Regions from separate parts of the Zea mays genome. Here region 2 is linked to region 1. A link is a contact called in public Hi-C data. All regions are on one chromosome and are shown on one strand. Each heading gives the region's core, a stretch centred on a gene start, on an enhancer-like site or on the middle of the called end of the contact. The rest is flanking DNA. Distances are from core to core; before and after follow the strand shown.

Region 1 (4,409 bases), core at 1,226-3,725:
CAGAATTTTTTGGTATTCCGGAAACCGGTTTCGAAATTTTTCAATCGGATTCACCGGTAACGGTATTTTTCGGAAACAGAATCGGTTTTTGGAATTTCCTATCGGAATCGGCGTGGTGTTTTACCGACTGTTTCCTTCGTTTACTGGATTTGTGTCTCGGAATTTTCCGGAATTGTGTCTTAGAATTTTTTTTCAGAATTTTCCAGCATGTGATTTTTTCGGATCGCCTGTACGCCTCTGGATAAGGATTACTTTTTTTTGTATTTTTTGGACGCCTTAAGATTTTTTTGGGATAGATGGTGTTGGAAGGCAGTGAAAAAACTCTTTATGTGAGGAAAAAATATTTCATGAGTAACCATGCCATGTCAGCTAAATCGAGTGGATATTGTGAATTGTGAACGTTGAGTCTGTGAACTTGTGATCTTTATGAACTTTTTATACTGTGAACTTGTTATATTATAAACTTGTGATCTTTGTAAACTTTTTATATTATAAATTTGTGATCCATGTGAACTTGTTATATCATGAATTGTGAACTTGTGGTTTTTGTGATTTTTTGTCAACTTTGTTGTATTGTGAAGTTTGATATGTTTACCGATCGTATTTTAGATTTCGACCGTTACCGGTGTATTTTCCGCACCGAACTTTCGTTTCCGATGTTTCCGAAATACCGATAACGTTTTTGTTTCCGGAGTTACCGTTTTCGATTTTGTTTCCGATAAAAAATATGAAAACGATAATGGTTTTAGCGTTTACCGACCGTTTTCATCCCTAAACACATATCACAATTCAGAAGGCTCTCATATAATAACAAAATCATCAATATTATAGCTAAAAGCAGATTGACCGTTACAAAAACAGTCCCTCAAACGGCCATAACCGTGCCTACCCTTTAATCGTGTCGCGCCCATGCCTGCACTGCGGGCCAGACGGCCGGCCCAAGCCCAGCCCGGCTATCGGGCCAGGCCGACCCAGGCACGCTTCTAGTCGGGCCGGGCCAGACCGTCCTTGTGCCGGGACACGAGCCCACTGTCGTGTCGACCTATTTGACATGTATACTCGACATCGACATATTTTACCGTTTATTAAATAGCCATCGAGCATGAGACAACAAGGAAAGCAAATTAAATTTTATTGTTGGTGTTTGAATTCTTTATGAGGAAATGTTATTTTCAGTCCATGAACAGTAACCATTATATCCTAATTAATCCAACAGTGTACGTATCAGTACTATGCTGCTTCTTTTTCTTCACTTTCGGGATGCTCTCCTGCCTATTGCCCTCCTGCCGCCGTCAGTGCCGTGCGTAGCAATTAGAGGCCATGTAAACAATGTGTAACAAAGATCTAGAATTTATAACACAATTAGATGAGTGCTTGTACCTTGCAACAGGAATATATAATTCCCTAATAACTTATGTACAAATGTGTAACTTATATACAAATGTCTATTATACTGTTATGATATGAGAAAAAAGTTTCGTAATTTATTTGTAATCCTAGCTATACATAAATTTTGTTATTTTGATCTAGTTCGGTGTTATGGTCTACACTATTGGCTTAACAAATAGTAGAGATATAAGCAAATCACACTTCCACGCAATAATAAAGTTTCAATGTATGTTTATTGCATCAATTTATACTTATCTTAGTGATCTTAGCGTCTAAGCATAAGCAAGATAAACAATTCCTTAGCTTGTCTAGTATTTTTCTTTTTCACTTAAATAAAAACTTTGTTAATTAGTGTTAAATAGAGATTTGGCGATAGTAGTTTTTGAGGCTCTAAACAGTCGCATATCTAGGCCTGGCGATCGTTCCTGACAGCTTACTCACCGCCTCTGTAGACTGTCTCTAGCATCCGCAACTCCATCAACTTAAGGTTATGACTAGCATATCACTTATATGCTCGTACAAAACAATATTGTATACTGCAATTTGCATTGTCTATAGATTAAAATTTGAAATAAGAGATGCAATACAAGATAGAGGTGTCATAGGAGGTTAGGCGAGTAAGCTTAGATAACTTAAGGCCACATTCCGGCAGCACCTACAACTACAAGTAACCCCCTCCCAAACACGAAGATGTTCTATGATTGAGTATTTTTACAAAAGTTTCAAATTGCGAGAATTTTCCGTGCTTAATGAAATATATAGAAAAATGTTCCATATATTTATTCGCAATGCGCTAAAAATACTGTTGTTTCACTTATTTGAAACCAATGCTTCCAAAGATGGTGTCCATGGAGAATAAGTACCAAATTAGGGCAGTGAGTAAAAGGTGAGAGAAAAAAAAAAGAAACTAAAAAAACGTGGAAAAACTCTCCTATTAGGCCCGTTAACCCGTCACATGCGTACAGGGACAGGGCTACAGACCGGGCCGGCGCGTCTCAAAGAAGGCCCGTTAAAGGCCCAACCACAACCAACGAGGCGGAAATATATACTGCAAAGTAACCCTAAACCCTCCTCCCTTTCTGCTGCCCAGCCGCCGTCCGTCCGCGCTTCACTATCCTTCATTCCCTCCCCTGTCAGCGACGACTGGGTAGGCTACCGCCGCCGCCCTACGCTAGGTGCCCATCTCTTCGCCGGCGAAGAGCGCCCACCAAGTATTCCCTCCCACGCCCTCCTCTCCCCTGTCTGCGTTGCGAAACCGAGTTCCCACACTCTAACCTCAAGCTATTTGGCTGTCTTATGTCTACTAAACCCCTAGCTTCTTCGCGAGGAGATATGGACTTTACTAGATCCGCAACCTGGGCTGGACGATCTGACGCCATGTATGCTGTTTCGACCGTTTCAGGCTCCGGCCAAGGGCGTGATGGCGGCTGTAGGCAGCTTGAAGCCGGGGATGGAGACTCTTCATGTGCAGGACTACAAGGACGCGCCTCCGGCCAAGGCCGCGGTAGAGAGCCTCCAGCCGGCGATGGAGAGTCTGCATGTGCAGGATTACAAGGACGCGCCTCCGGCCAAGGGCGTGGCCGCCGCCGCCGTAGGGAGCTTGCAGCCGGGGGCGGAGAACCTGCAGGTGCAGGACTACAAGGACGGTAACATGTATTATGGTGCTTACCCGGCTTATGCCTATGGAGGTAATGATCTGTTTGGTTCGTTTCTTGAGTGTTTGGTGCTTGAATTTCTATGGACAGTTCGTTCAACGTTCTTTTTTTATAATCTGCAGCCTATGGTGGCTGGGGGGAGTACCCATACCTGAGCCATGATGGAGCACAGACACCAACTGCTGTCAGTGATTCTCCTTTCTTTGTTTGATATGTGTTCAGATAATAGTATCTTTATTTTCGTTTATTGCAACCTGGAGATTGTATTCATTCGAATAATAATTATTCTCATCTTCACCCATACTAAATGTTACTTCTTGATTTCCATGTGCTTTGAGCGTATTTTGATTGGTTGAAAATAAATTCTTTATTCATGTATTGTTCAGGGTACCTATGCTGACATGTACTATGGCTATGCTCCATATGGTGTTGCAACCATGGGGCATGATGGTCAGATTTATGGGTCTCAGAATTACCAGTACCCGTCGACATACACCAAGCAACAGAACTCTACTGCCAAGCTGTCATCCAATGGTATAAGTGAGAAATTGACTCCAGCGCCGCAAACGGATGTATCTACTATTGGTGTGGATGAGGTGAAAGGTTTGAAAAATTCAAATTCGGTGCTGAAGACAGACCGGAACATGCCAGGTTCCAATGGTTCATATGGCCGGTCTAGTGTGCGTTCTGGCAGCTATCAGAACCAGACTAGTTGGTCACACTATCCATATTATAGTAGTGAGATGTTCTCTGACAAGCAGCAAAAGTTCACCGGCAACCACAATTCGACTTCCAACCCTAAAACCAAGGGGCAGTCGAGGAATCAAAACACGAGGCAGTATCCTCATCTCATGGTAGGCTTTTCTGCTCTTAAAGTTTACTAAATTGTTTCTGTTCTGTCCATTCAATATAGAGTTATTGTTGTGCCCTATGCTGACTTCTAGTTTAGTTTAAATGTTTGTTGGCATATTTATTCTTTAGATCTTACTCATGAGCTTCACTGATGCTTGGTAAAGGACCTGATTATTTTTGGGGTGGCAAATTCTCTCTTCATTCCAAAATAACTGCATCGAGGGTGTAGTTATCACTGTAGGGCTGCAGCACCGCCTCCTTTTCCCCGCGCCTTACCGCTTTCGTCGCTTTAGCGACGCCTTAATAACCTTGGTGACTAGACATGAGGATGGGGATGTTACCCTGAATGGGCAACTGGTGGCTAGGAGTCTTTTCGATATTTAGGATTGATGCTACAAAAGGATGGCGACATTGATGAAGATGTTAGGTGTAGAATTTTAGTCGTTTGGTTGAAATGGCTTCATGCTTTTGGCGTCCTCTATGACAAGGCAGTGTCAAAAACACGTAAGTTCT
Region 2 (4,409 bases), core at 703-3,202, 360 kb before region 1:
TGTGGGACCTGATAAAGCCATAGAGGGGCTTGATCAGCCACGGCAAGGACGAGAAACCAGATACCACTGCAGTCTGTATTGAAGAAACCAGCTTAGTCACTTAATAGCACCTATTAACTAAACAGTGGAAACATTACATCATGAAACAAGAACCAAGCTCTAAAATTCAAATACAAAGATGGTACGTGGAAGGCAAGAAAGCGAATGAGCAACACATACCTCAGCTGGATCTAGATGAAGATCATCTTTCAAGTAAAAGCTCACAGCAAGCCGTGCAAGACCTAAAACCCCTTGCACAAAATATACAATGGCAACTGCCATATTATCAGGGGACAGATCCACCCCAAACGCCGTGAAATATCTCGACCCCGGCTTGCTCATGCGCACATCATCTGTGCTAGGTTGCCGCCACTCCTCAGAGTGTCGTCTACTACTTGAATCACCCTTTGTCGAGCCCACTTGATACCTAGGCATGACATTCCCTACAATAGGTAACACCGTTTGAGACAATACTGACGCTGAGATAAGCAAAATTGGGACCACTAACTATTTAAGCAATGGATTGTGGTTTGAATTTTGAAAAAAAAAAACATGTGGCTAAGAGAAACATCCTACTAAGAGGGTGTTTAAATGCACTAAAACTAATAGTTAGCTGCTAAAATTAGTTGAGACAATCAAACAGTCTAGCTAATAGTTCAGTTATTAGCTACTTTTAGCAAATTAGCTAATAGTTAGCTAGCTATTTGTTAGCTAACTAATTCCACTAGCAATTTTTATCTAATTAACTATTAGCTCTAGTGCATTCAAACACTCCTTAAGAACATTGTTTGAATGTACTAGAGCTAATAGTTAGTCAGCTAAAAATTTGTTAGTAGAATTATCTAGCTAACAAATAGCTAGCTAGCTATTAGCTAATTTGCTAAAAGTAGCTAATAGCTGAACTATTAGCTAGACTGTTTAGATGTTTTTAGCTAATTTTAGCGGCTAATTATTAGGACCTGTTTAGTTCGCGTTTTACTGCCCCAGCGATTCACGTCGTATCCAGATCCCTTATTCGGTGTTTGGTTAGATGACTCCATAACAAATCACAGCGCGAGCAGTTAAGGCCATGTGGATCGAGGCGTAAGTGCACTACCCCTCCTCTGGTGCTGTTACTGCTTGATCCCATGGTGAATACCTATAGTTACCAAATAGATAGCGCTAATGCATGCAACGCAACAAATACCCGTGGGAGCTGATTGTATTACCGTTGGCGCTCCCTTGAATGAACCAAACACCACCTTAGCTCTAGTGCATTCAAACCGGGCCTAAAAGCTTTACTTAACTAGCTAGATTCCACTGTGCAGCATTTCAACGGCGACGTGGCCTTCACGTCCCAGCATAATCTTCTCTGTGCACCAATTCACTCAATATGGGGAATGACACCATGCACCGCTCACCCAGCTCCAATTTACAAAAATTGCAGCCAGCAGACAGCAGCTGCTGCTGCATTGCGCTAACTGACGATCCCAGTCGCACAACGCTAGCGGCCAGAAGACAGAACAGGCTACCTCCGCCAAGCAGGCTCTCCGCCACCCATTTCCTCTCCCCAATTCAGCTCGATCTCCTGTTCCACCACACGAAATCTAACGACACGCTGAAATCCCCCCCAGCGCGAGAACCCAAAGCCGCAAGCCCGTCCCAGATCCCAGGAAACCAGATGGCTACCAAGTCATAGAAGAGAGCGCCTCGAGCTCACCGCCGGGCCGGTGGTCGGAGGACGATGCGGCGACGCCACGGCCCTCGAGCTCGAGAGGGCGGCGGACTGCGGCCTCCTCGTCGTACGCGTCGCGTGCAGCCCACCCCACGGAGGCCATCCCGCGCTACCCAAAGCCCGCGGACCGCAGCGCGGTCTCCGGTGAGACCTTGAGAGGGCGCGGAGGTCGGAGGCGAGACAGTGCAGAGCACGGGCGATGGGCCGGAGATGTTGGAAGCAAGATTGGGCGCAGCGCAACGACCCCCCATGTTTCTCTCCCTGCCATATTGGGCCCACCAAACACACCCGTGACGCGCCCCCTTCCCCACGCTGATTTGTTGGACTGGTGGGACGAGCAGGGCAGAACAGTGTTTACCTATCTGATCAGTGGGACCATGCTAACAGTACTCTATCCTTTCCATTCACCACCCCGACTCCCCGAAAACCCCAACTTTTTTGCAATTTGGCCCTTTTCGGGTTTTTTTCCCACATTTATGCCCCTGGCAGTTTCATTTCAAAAAATGGACCCTTAGCTCGGCGCCGTCATCATTGGCGCCGAGCATGTGTGTGCCGGCGCCAATACTATTGGCGCTTATACGTCAGACGCCGGTGTGATCTGGATTGACGTGGCACGTACCTCGGCGCCATAGATCTTGGCGCCGAGGTAGGCGCCCGGTCAACGACGCCTACCTCGGCGCCAAGATCTATGGCGCCGAGGTACGTTCCTATAAATAGTACCCTACGTCTGGCTTGTTGCTGTGCTCATTTCAATTCTTCTAAACTAGAGATGTCTAGGCGTGGTAAATATGCTAAACAAAGGTAAGTTTTGGATCTGCCTCTTATTTTGTGAGTCTATTATATTTCTGATTGTTATAGAGTTTATGGAAATTTAGGAAGGGTCCTTTGACCGGAACTGCCTTCGACCCGCTGCCTTTGCCAAGTGGTGTTCCAGTGCCTATGTGTTTTTGTGGTGATCCTTGTAAGGTCGATAAGTCTGAAGATCATGACACCTATCGACAGAGGTATTGGATGTGTGCTAACTTTGCATTTGAGCCAACTGTTGTTCAACGTCGGATGAATTTAATGGTGAGAATAGTCTTGTAATATGTTTACATTTGTGAATGTTTTTGTAAATGTTTTTTTGCGTACTAATAATTGCACATTTTGTAGACTCCTCCACCGCTATGTGATTTTGAGCAGTGGATTGACACCGAAATATCAGAGAAAGATAAGAAGTGGCTGGAGAATCTTCAAAAGTGGGATGCAGAGGACAAAGAGAGGATGAAAAAAAGACGAGAGGAGCTTGCTGCCGAGCAACAACGTGAAGACGAAGAGAAAATGAGGCGTGTTGCTGAATGCAGGGAAGATAAGGAGAAGAAGCTTGAGCGTGCACGTCGTGCAAAGGAAGCAATGGAGGAGAACCCTGATGCATTTCGCAAAGGCAAATGGCCCCGTTGTACTCAGTAGTATTGGTGTTTTATTTGAAGTTATGTAATAATGAACTTATTATTCGGTAATATGTATTGTCGAACAATGATATTTCGTAATGAATTACCTTCAAATTGATGAAAAATTACATAAATACATAATTGATGAAAAGTAGATTTAAAGCAATTCTTGAAGGCGACTTGAAGCAATTGAAATAGATAACCAACACGCTAAAAGCAATTGATACATAAGAGTTTTCTAGTAGTGCTCCCACATTCCAAATTGAGTTGAGCCTTCCCCATAGTATCCTCCCATTGTTGGTGTCTGCTGTGGGTGCGGTGGAGACGACGGAGGACCAACATTCTTGTTGTGACAAGGGCAGCAACAATATGGATCTGGGCATACTTGCACCTGTGAAGCACCACCATTGTTTGTGTCTCTTTCTTCCTCATCATTTTTGTTGCTTACTTCTCTCTCTAGATCAAATATCCTATTCTGTAGGTAGGATATGTATTCCGCATGAGGAAAAATTGGACGAGGATCTACCCAACGAGTGAACCCACAATTCTCCTTGACCAATGAATGCTGCATAAATGTTTATAGTTAGTTTCACTGAACAACAAAAGTATTTAGAAAAAGGACTAGAAATTAATTTGTACATATGCATAAGGACATCTGAAGAAACGCCGGCCTCCATCAATTCCACCCTCAACGAACATCTGCACCAAGCAATCCTCGCCATGCATGCACAAAATTATAGCAAAACAATTTAACATAATTAACACAAAATGCTTGCACAATAAACAAAAACCATATAAAATTTACCTAAACGGTCGGGGATGAACGTCGACGACGCGGGCGAGGAGCGAGCGCGACCGAGGAGCGCGCCCGGAACGGGTCGACGGCCGTGCGGCGGCGGTGGGAGGCGTCCGGCCGTGTCGGGGCGGCGGCGCGGTCAGGGCTGGCGGGGCTGCTGGGGGGCGGGCGTGGCGGGGCTGCCGGGGGGCGGGCGTGGCGTGTCCGGGCGGCGCCGGTCGGGGGAGGAGCGGCGCCGGGCGGGGCGGCGGGGGCGCTTGCGGGGCGGTGGCGTGCGGGTGTGGGCGTGGCGGCCGGTGACGGGGAGGAGCGGCGCCGGCCGGGTGTGGGCGTGGCGTCGCCGGCCGGGGAGGAGCGGCGCCGACCGGGTGCGGGCGGGGCGTCGCCGGCCGGGGAGGAGCGGCGCCGGGCGGGGACGGGCTTGGCGTCG

The links. A called contact is a pair of places that touch in the nucleus more often than the background predicts.
Region 2: a contact with region 1 is called in a Hi-C map of ear, with 1.4 times the contacts expected there. The contact joins the promoter of LOC100273543 here to the promoter of LOC100191952 in region 1. A contact is called at or near these places in 2 of 25 Hi-C or Micro-C datasets (bundle sheath and ear).

The regions. Positions count from the first base shown.
Region 1 is chr7:8,488,094-8,492,502 of Zm-B73-REFERENCE-NAM-5.0, reverse strand. LOC100191952 reads left to right here and starts at 2,475. Exons shown (of 8, transcript NM_001137376.1): 1 at 2,475-2,600; 2 at 2,792-3,077; 3 at 3,167-3,228; 4 at 3,431-3,898. The coding sequence starts at 2,810.
Region 2 is chr7:8,849,532-8,853,940 of Zm-B73-REFERENCE-NAM-5.0, reverse strand. It overlaps LOC100273543 (Folate-biopterin transporter 1 chloroplastic), which reads right to left and starts at 1,952. Exons shown (of 9, transcript NM_001147961.1): 1 at 1,739-1,952; 2 at 220-482; 3 at 9-73. The coding sequence starts at 1,856. It overlaps LOC109940949, which reads left to right and starts at 2,205. Exons shown (of 3, transcript XM_020541347.1): 1 at 2,205-2,554; 2 at 2,629-2,821; 3 at 2,906-3,282. The coding sequence starts at 2,442. The coding sequence ends at 3,202.